Regions from separate parts of the Mus musculus genome. Here all the other regions are linked to region 1. A link is a contact called in public Hi-C data. All regions are on one chromosome and are shown on one strand. The core of a region is the stretch at or near the end of the contact, and the rest is flanking DNA. Distances in the headings are between cores, read along the strand shown. Region 1 has its middle 59 kb from the start of Mtpn. Region 2 has its middle 7.6 kb from the start of Gm38789. Region 3 has its middle 14 kb from the start of Gm38789.

Region 1 (2,538 bases), core at 16-2,515:
TGATTTTTTTTTTTTTGAGAAAAGCATCACTTAGGCTAAGATTATTCTATAGCAGCATTTCTTTATTTCCTTAATTTCATTTGGGGCCATAGAGTATCTAATCCAAGCATTAAAATTTGCATCTGTAAGATACAAACATGCCTGGATACATGTTTAGGAGTTACTAGATGTCCTAGAGTTAGTTCATAATGCTAATCTAAGAAATATACCATTTGGACTTTCTTTTTCAATCATTAATTCAGCCAGCCTTTGGGCTTTGCAATGTAAAATGTCCCTCACAGACTCATCTGTCTGAAAACTTGGTCCATAGCTAGTGACACTGTTTTGAGAGATTGTGAAGTCTTAAGGAGGTGGGACCTAGAGAGAGGGAGTAGACCCGTAGGGGTAGAGAGGCTTGTCTTAAAGTTACATCTGCTTCCAGCCTAGTCTTCTTGTTTCTAGAGTCTCAGAAACATAAGAAAGCTTCACTCACAACCCTGCTGACACAGCCATGAGCCTCCATGCTCTCAATGTGTTGTTCTGCTGGGACAGACTGTCTACTCAAACCACAAAAAGGAACCAGAATACATCCTTTTCCCTTAAGTTGTTTCATGTCAGATATCAAAAAGAGTAACTAATGAACAAACCAAGCATTTTTAGTACACAGGACGCATTCAGTGTCAGCAAGAGCAAGGTTTAATTTCTCTCGGAGGCACAAAAATCCCTTTCCTTCCATTCTGAGATCAATCTGTTCTCAGTTACATAAAAGTCACCATGACTGGAGAGTGGCTGAGTGCTAGGAACTGTACAGAGCCTTCCAGAGAATTCCAGCAAAGACCTGCAAAGGAGCATGAAGCCCATTTGCATGTGCTACAGCGCTAAATGCTAAACAAAGGCTCACTTAGTCTCAGCCACGAGGACTTTCCCTGCATACTATGGATACATGCTGGCAGATGCTGGCGTGCTTCTGTGAAGCGTGGGCCTCCTTGCTCGCGGGGCTGTGTCTTTGTGGAGACATAACCCAACTCATTGTGAGAAACCAGTGTGAAGAGGAGAACCTCTGATTAGTTATTTTCGTTTAGAGGGCTGTGCTTTGTCTTATTGCTTTCTGATTTGGCCCACAATTATTAGATAGGCGATCGTCTGAGAAAGTGCTATAAATTACTGCTATAAAGGACTTCTTTACACACAGCTCCTCTTTTATTATGAAGCAACACTTCCATAGCTATTTCTGCCTGTATTTATTCTCTGCCACATTTCTAGTAATTTTTCCCCCTTATTGGCAGGGCTTACATAATCACATACTAACACCTACAGGAATGAATCACAGCTCATCTTGCAGATTTATGGCGTGCCTACAGAAAAAAAAAAGTGCCTCATGATGCAAACTTTAAGGCTTAAATTATCTCTAAAAGCCCCACAACAGGCAATAGGCAAGTAAACAGCGTGATTTAGAGATCACAATTAAAAGCGAATCTGTTTAAGCTCATCTCTCCTTTATTTAAACATCAAGACAAGAAGGACCAAGGAATGCTATTAATAACCGATATGTCGTTTGTTCATGACACAGTTGAAGCTGAATGCTTCCACTGGTATCTCTCTCTCTCTCTCTCTCTCTCTCTCTCTCTCTCTCTCTCTCTCTCTCTTGTACTGCAACTAGCACTAAGACCATGGGTTATGGATTCTAGACAGAGTTTTCCAGAGCCCACACTTGTGCTTCTCAATCATTTCCATTTGCTACTGTCTCTGGTTGTGTCTGTGGTTGTGTCCTTTGTCCTACCAACATTCCCAGCCTCTTTACCATTCATTAACACCTCCACAAGTCTCCCCTTTTACTTTCTTGTTTTTCTTAATCCTCCCCCAGACCTTCTCTCCCTAAGCTCAATCTCTCTTTGAATGTCTTTGTTCCAGTGCCTCCCTTTCTGCCTTCTATCTATGTTTTCCCACAATTCTGTTTCTTTTGTTCTTGCATCTGCCAGTCTCCCTCACATTTGGGGCATTACTCTATGTCCAGCACTCAGTTAAGGGGTGGGGATTATAAAGATGGCGAGGGAGCTACATATGGTGTCCAAGGTTTGTGGTCTAATGGGGTAGAGAGTGACAGAAAGGAAAAGACAGGAAAAAATAAGGATAGAAATTGAGGGAAGAAGAAAAATTTTATGTGCTCAAATTGCCTAAAGCAGTATGCAGACACAGAACTCAGGGGATTCTGTGGAGGAAGTGAGGGACGATTGTAGGAGCCAGAGGGTCAAGGGCAGCACAAGGAAGCCTACAGAATCAACCAACCTGGTCTCATAGGGCCTCACAGAGTCTGAACTGGGGAGCTTGCATGGGACTGACCCAGGTCCTCTGCACACATGTTACAGTTGTGTAGCTTGGTCTTCTTGTGGGACTCCTAGCAGTGGGATTAGGGGCTGTCTCTGACTCTTTTGCCTGATTTAGGGACCTTTTACTCAGACTGGGTTCAGCCTCAATACAAGGGGAGGTGTCTAGTCTTTTATGGTATGCCATGGTTGTTTGGTATCCATGGGAAGTCTTCCCTTTACTGAAGTGGGTAGG
Region 2 (2,538 bases), core at 24-2,523, 190 kb before region 1:
GAGGGTCCCTGTGTCCTTGAAGCCGTTGCCCTTCCTAGCTTAGGTTTGCCTTGTACTGCAGCCAAGGCAAGTGTCCTAGCCCTGCCTCTCATGTTCCTGGCAGGGTAAATGGTCACCATGTCCTCAAAGATCAAGCCATGCCCCAACTGTCTAATATCACTGGGTCCTCTGTTTTCATGGCCACTTAACAATGTGATAGTGAAAGTCAGTGCAGAGCAAAGCTCCGTGTGTGTGTGTGTGTGTGTGTGTGTGTGTGTGTGTGTGTGGTTTTCTATTTCCTCAGCTTGGAGAACTCTAATGTAGTTCTAATGTAGTGATTTCTATGAATAGACTCTGGTGGAAAGGAACTACAGAGGGGTAGCGGTTATTGCTTAGGGCTGCTGCCTTCATTTGTCTAGATGTTATTTATAAAAGGGCACAAGGAAAGTCTTTGAAAGGGAAAGCCATGTTGAGTTTTGAGCCCTGGGCTGGACCTGTGGCTAGAACTCTGCTCTGACCAGTAGTCACATTCATTATTTGCCAACACGCAGACTTTAGATGGTGACCTATCCGTCCCCGGGCTAAGTTGATGCACCTGAGGCTCCAGCTCTTCTTGTCTTCATCTCTGAACTAGATGGGCAGATATGGGCAGGGAGGGGCATCTTTCAATTTCACACAGGGCTACCAACACCTTGGGCAAGGCTTTAAGTTTGAAGACCTGGTGTCCTCCAAAAAAACGTGATCTTAGAGAGGCATCCGAAACTTCGATACCATTGAGACAAATGAATGCCATCCCCTGCCCACCCAGAGAACCTGCCATGGCTGCTAAGGCCTCATTGGTTCCATAGTTACAGATTGGGGTAGGGGTGGGGGTGGGGGACCAGAGTTCATGATGGCTACCTCTAGATAGCAACAATGAACACTCTCCTCATTTTTTACAAACTGCTGAGGAGCTAAGTGGCCGCTGGGATCACAGAGACTGGGAGTCGGGGGACAGTGAGGGCATAGGAGGATTCTAGGTTCTGTTGTGCCAATGTTGTCCCTCTCCTGGGTGTTCCTTTTCCTTTGGCACTTCATCTGGGTTTCACCTTAGTGAATTTCACTTTGAAATGGGCTTAAAAAAAACCCCAGTCCTCTACAACTCAGAACCGGACCTTCAGCTTTGTTTGTTTACGTGTCCCACGGACCTCGGGGCTCCACTTTGGATCCACAGGACGGAGTGAAGCTGGCAGGTGCTACCTCCCACCACACAGCAGAGAACAGACAGGCACTAGGCTAGAATTCCAGGCTTCCTGCTGCAGCCTGGAAGGTGACCGGCATTCCCCACATTCTGTACTGGCATCGCATTGCACATTCGAGCAGGGGACTTGTTTCTCAAGAAAACGTTCCACAGGCATTTTCCCTGCAGGGAAGGCAAACACCAGGATCTGTGCCTGGAACTTTCTGCGTGGGGGGAATGTGAAGGGGCAACAGCCTTGGCAGCCTTGAAGAGCTGGCTCCCTCCCCTGGCTCCCACTGGGGTTCTGCCTGGCTCTGTTGATGCCAGGTTAACAAACACCTTCTTCTATCTCTTTCTGAAGGTTTACACGGACTTCTCAGGATTTCCTGGGGTGCGTGAGTGTGTTTGGAGAGGAGAGGCATTATTTCTTAAAGCCTCCAATACATTTTTAAAATATTTATTTTATAAATAGAATTACATATATTTATATATTCTTAACTGTGAATCCCTCCTTTCAAATGACGTAAGCTTGGGTCAAGCTACCATGAAAATATCCAGCACAGCATCTCAAGGTGAAGCGCTGAGGACCTCATTGGAGGAAAAAGGGCCTTTTAACTCTCTCTTCCCTTTGGATGCTGTACTGGTTAATTTTTGTCAACGCGACATCATTCAGGGTCATTTGGAAGAGGGAACTTTCTTTGGGAAAGTGCCTCCATCAGATTAGTCTGTGGTACATTTTCTTTCTGTTTTTGGACTGCTACTGAATGTGAGAAAGCTCTGTCCATTTCGAGTCTTCCTATCCTCGAGCAGGCGGCCCTGGGTTATATAAGAAAGCAGGCTGAGAAAACCGGGAGGAATAAGCCAGGATTCCTGCATGGTTGCTGCTTCAGTTCCTGCCATGGCATCCCTTCATGGCGGACTACAAACTGTAAGGTGATGGATGGAAACTCTTTCCTCCTCAGTTTACTATTGGCCATGGTGTTCATCCCACCAGTAGTAGCAGACAAGAACAGGTGCATCACTGCTCTTCTGGGGTCCCTGCCTCATGCAAGATGCTTGGAACCAAGAAAACTCTAGCGTCTGCCCTTGTGTTTTCTCTCAGTTGGCCAGACCTGGGTGCCCCAAAGAATAGGTTGTGGGTTTAATCCTGAGGAAAACTGGTTAACTGATCAAAGGGAGAACTATCTAGAGCAGACATTTTGCAAATTATGTTCATGGTTCTAGAAAAGAAGGCTTAGAGCAGCCTAACAAATAATATGCTGTCATATTTATATTATATGTAAAACAATAATATATAATACTATAATAATTATATATCTAATATATAACATATAATATGT
Region 3 (2,538 bases), core at 12-2,511, 170 kb before region 1:
AGGCTGCTCAGAATTCCTCTCTCACCTGGGCAACTTCCCTGTAAGCCTCCTGAAGAAGGCAGGGTTGGTTGGTAGGGGCAGCTTGTTTGTGAGCTTTTGCCAGTAAACTATTGGCAGACAGAATCTTGGATCTTCTGTACAGGCATGGGGCATGGGTATTAATTAACTATTATTATTATTATTATTTGGTTTTCCAAGACAGGGTTTCTCTTTATAGCTCTGGCTGTCTTGGAACTCACTCTGTAGACCAGGCTGGCCTCGAACTCAGAAATCCGCCTGCCTCTGCCTTCCATGTGCTGGGATTAAAAGCATGCACCATCACCGTTCAGCTTGGGGATGGGGCTTTAATCTCATAATTAAAAAAAAAAAAGTTAGTGCATTTAAGTATTTGGCTGATGTCCATGGAGGTCAGGTGGGGGCATCAGATCCTCTGGGATTGGATGGAGTTCCAGTTAGTTGTGAATCCCGTGGTGTGTAGGTGCTGGGAATCTAACAAGTCTTTTGTAAGAGCAGCCAGTGCTCTTCACTACTGAGCCATCTCTCCAGCCCCATGATCCACAGTTTTAATGACATACATGCCTAGTCATGCACAGATCTAAGATAGTAATTGGGAATTTCCTCTTAAAAATTCACTCTGAGCACCCTGTTCATCTAGAGCTGGTTCTGGTTGGCTCTACTCATTTCCTTCTAGTTTCAGGATGTTTGACTTTGAACTAACTACAAGTGGGTAGTTGTTGCGGAGCTCTTAGGGCAGAATGGCCAGTTGCTTTGCTTAGACTGATGTATGTGGGGTTATTGGTTGCTAAGCTATCCCTGCAAACTACATGCCTCAGAGGGAAGATCTTATGCCAAAGCCCTAACTCAGTGGTTTTTGTTTGGTGTGATTTTGTTCCCCAGTGGATATCTGGCATTGTTTTAAGGTTCTTTTTATGTAAGTGTTTGATCCATAGGCTTGAACCCAGGGCCTGTGCATGTTATACAAGTGTTCGTCTACTGAGCTGCACTCTCAGACCATGAGACATTTTTCTATTCTTATAGCTGGAGAGGTCCTAATGGCATCTAAGGCATGGAGGGCAGGGATTCTGTTCATCATTTTATGGTGAGCAGGCCAGTCCCCACTTCAAGGAATTATCCTGCTCCAATGCCAAGTGTGAGGGATCCGGGACTAAATTAGGAACCAGCTTGGCCCACTTAAGGACTAGAAATGAGGTCAGTGCCTGGCAACTGGTCTCGGAAGGAATGCATGACAGAATATGAGTCAGAGAGGTGGGCGGGCCCAGCTGACAACCCTTCTAGGACTTGATGAGGGCTTGAAGCTATCAGGGGGTCTAAGGAGGGAGGTGACTTGCTGTGATGTATATCCTAGAATGACACTCTACTGTCTGAAGACAGATGCCTGTGGGATGGGACAGAGGGCCTGCTACAGTTGACATCTGAGAGGGACAGTGCCTTGAAAAGGGGGACTGCAGGAGTGGGATGTAAGCGAGCCAGAGAGCTGATGGCACTTGTGTGGTGGGCTGGGTGAAGCTGAGGAAAAGTGAAGACTCAAGAATTACTTCTAAGGATTCAGTTTGAGCAAGAGGGTGAGGGAGGATATAATTCACAGTAATGGAATGACTGGGCAAGGTCTGGATTTAGAGAAAGCACAAAGTGTGGTTCTCTCTCTCTCTCTCTCTCTCTCTCTCTCTCTCTGTCTCTGTCTCTGTCTCTGTCTCTGTCTCTGTCTCTCTCTCTCTCTCACACACACACACACACACACACACACACACACACACACACACACTATAACCATAGCTAGCCTGGCTCAGAGCTGCCCAGATCAGTCTGCCTCTGTCTCCAGGATACTGGGATTGAACACTGAACCACCGTGCCAGGCAGTAGCATGTTTATTAGGAGCATCATTTAAGGGCCACTGAGTTGGCTCAGTAGGTAATGATATTGCTGTCCAACCACATGACTTGGGCTTGATTCTTGGAACCCACATGATGGAAGGAGAGCACCAGCTTCCCCAAGTTGTTCTGACCTTCCCACATGTGAGATGGCACTTTTGTACCTCCCAAACACACATACAAACATAAAGTTAGGAATGAGAGTTCAGCTTCTGTTATGGTAATCATGGTGTAGTTTGATGTAATTGCAAACACCCTAATTGCCCAATAATACAAGAGTAACTAGATAAATTATGGAACCAGTATAAAGGAATATGTAAATATGTTCATTAAGGTGGAAATATGGTCACAGTGATTATATGTGACAATGATTGTGAATCAGGATGGAGAATCTGGGTCCATGGGATGCTGGTTTCACTTCTGATACCAAAATCAATACAGCATAAAGCAACAAGTTAAGTGGAGAAGAGAAGCTTAAAAACCTGTAGAAGAAAAATATGGACAACTGTTCTTATAATCATGGGTGGTAAGAGCCTGACAGTATTATCCATAAGGGAAACCATGAAGGAGACATGAAAATAATTGAGCAATGAGAAAGCTAAATCTCTCAGAGAAGAAAAAAAAAACCTTACAAAGTAAAAAGGTCAGA

What was found. A called contact is a pair of places that touch in the nucleus more often than the background predicts.
Region 2: a contact with region 1 is called in a Hi-C map of cerebral cortex, with 2.1 times the contacts expected there. The contact joins two enhancer-like sites. A contact is called at or near these places in 1 of 15 datasets of contacts at CTCF or cohesin (the NIH/3T3 cell line) and 3 of 484 Hi-C or Micro-C datasets (the 3T3-L1 cell line, cerebral cortex and embryonic stem cells).
Region 3: a Hi-C map of cerebral cortex shows a contact between it and region 1, with 1.9 times the contacts expected there. The contact joins two enhancer-like sites. A contact is called at or near these places in 1 of 15 datasets of contacts at CTCF or cohesin (the NIH/3T3 cell line), 1 of 484 Hi-C or Micro-C datasets (cerebral cortex) and 1 of 115 datasets of contacts at active chromatin or transcription factors (pancreatic cancer cells).

The regions. Positions count from the first base shown.
Region 1 is chr6:35,597,711-35,600,248 of GRCm38.p6, forward strand. No RefSeq gene overlaps it. Among named protein-coding and RNA genes, the nearest start is that of Mtpn, 59 kb to the left of the region's middle. Within about 2 kb of position 1,266, at least 25 of the 459 cell types and tissues checked have an H3K27ac peak or open chromatin away from gene starts, as enhancers often do. A contact at or near this core is called in cerebral cortex, where this site is marked.
Region 2 is chr6:35,403,903-35,406,440 of GRCm38.p6, forward strand. No RefSeq gene overlaps it. Among named protein-coding and RNA genes, the nearest start is that of Gm38789, 7.6 kb to the right of the region's middle. Within about 2 kb of position 1,274, at least 8 of the 459 cell types and tissues checked have an H3K27ac peak or open chromatin away from gene starts, as enhancers often do. A contact at or near this core is called in cerebral cortex, where this site is marked.
Region 3 is chr6:35,425,265-35,427,802 of GRCm38.p6, forward strand. No RefSeq gene overlaps it. Among named protein-coding and RNA genes, the nearest start is that of Gm38789, 14 kb to the left of the region's middle. Within about 2 kb of position 1,262, at least 73 of the 459 cell types and tissues checked have an H3K27ac peak or open chromatin away from gene starts, as enhancers often do. A contact at or near this core is called in cerebral cortex, where this site is marked.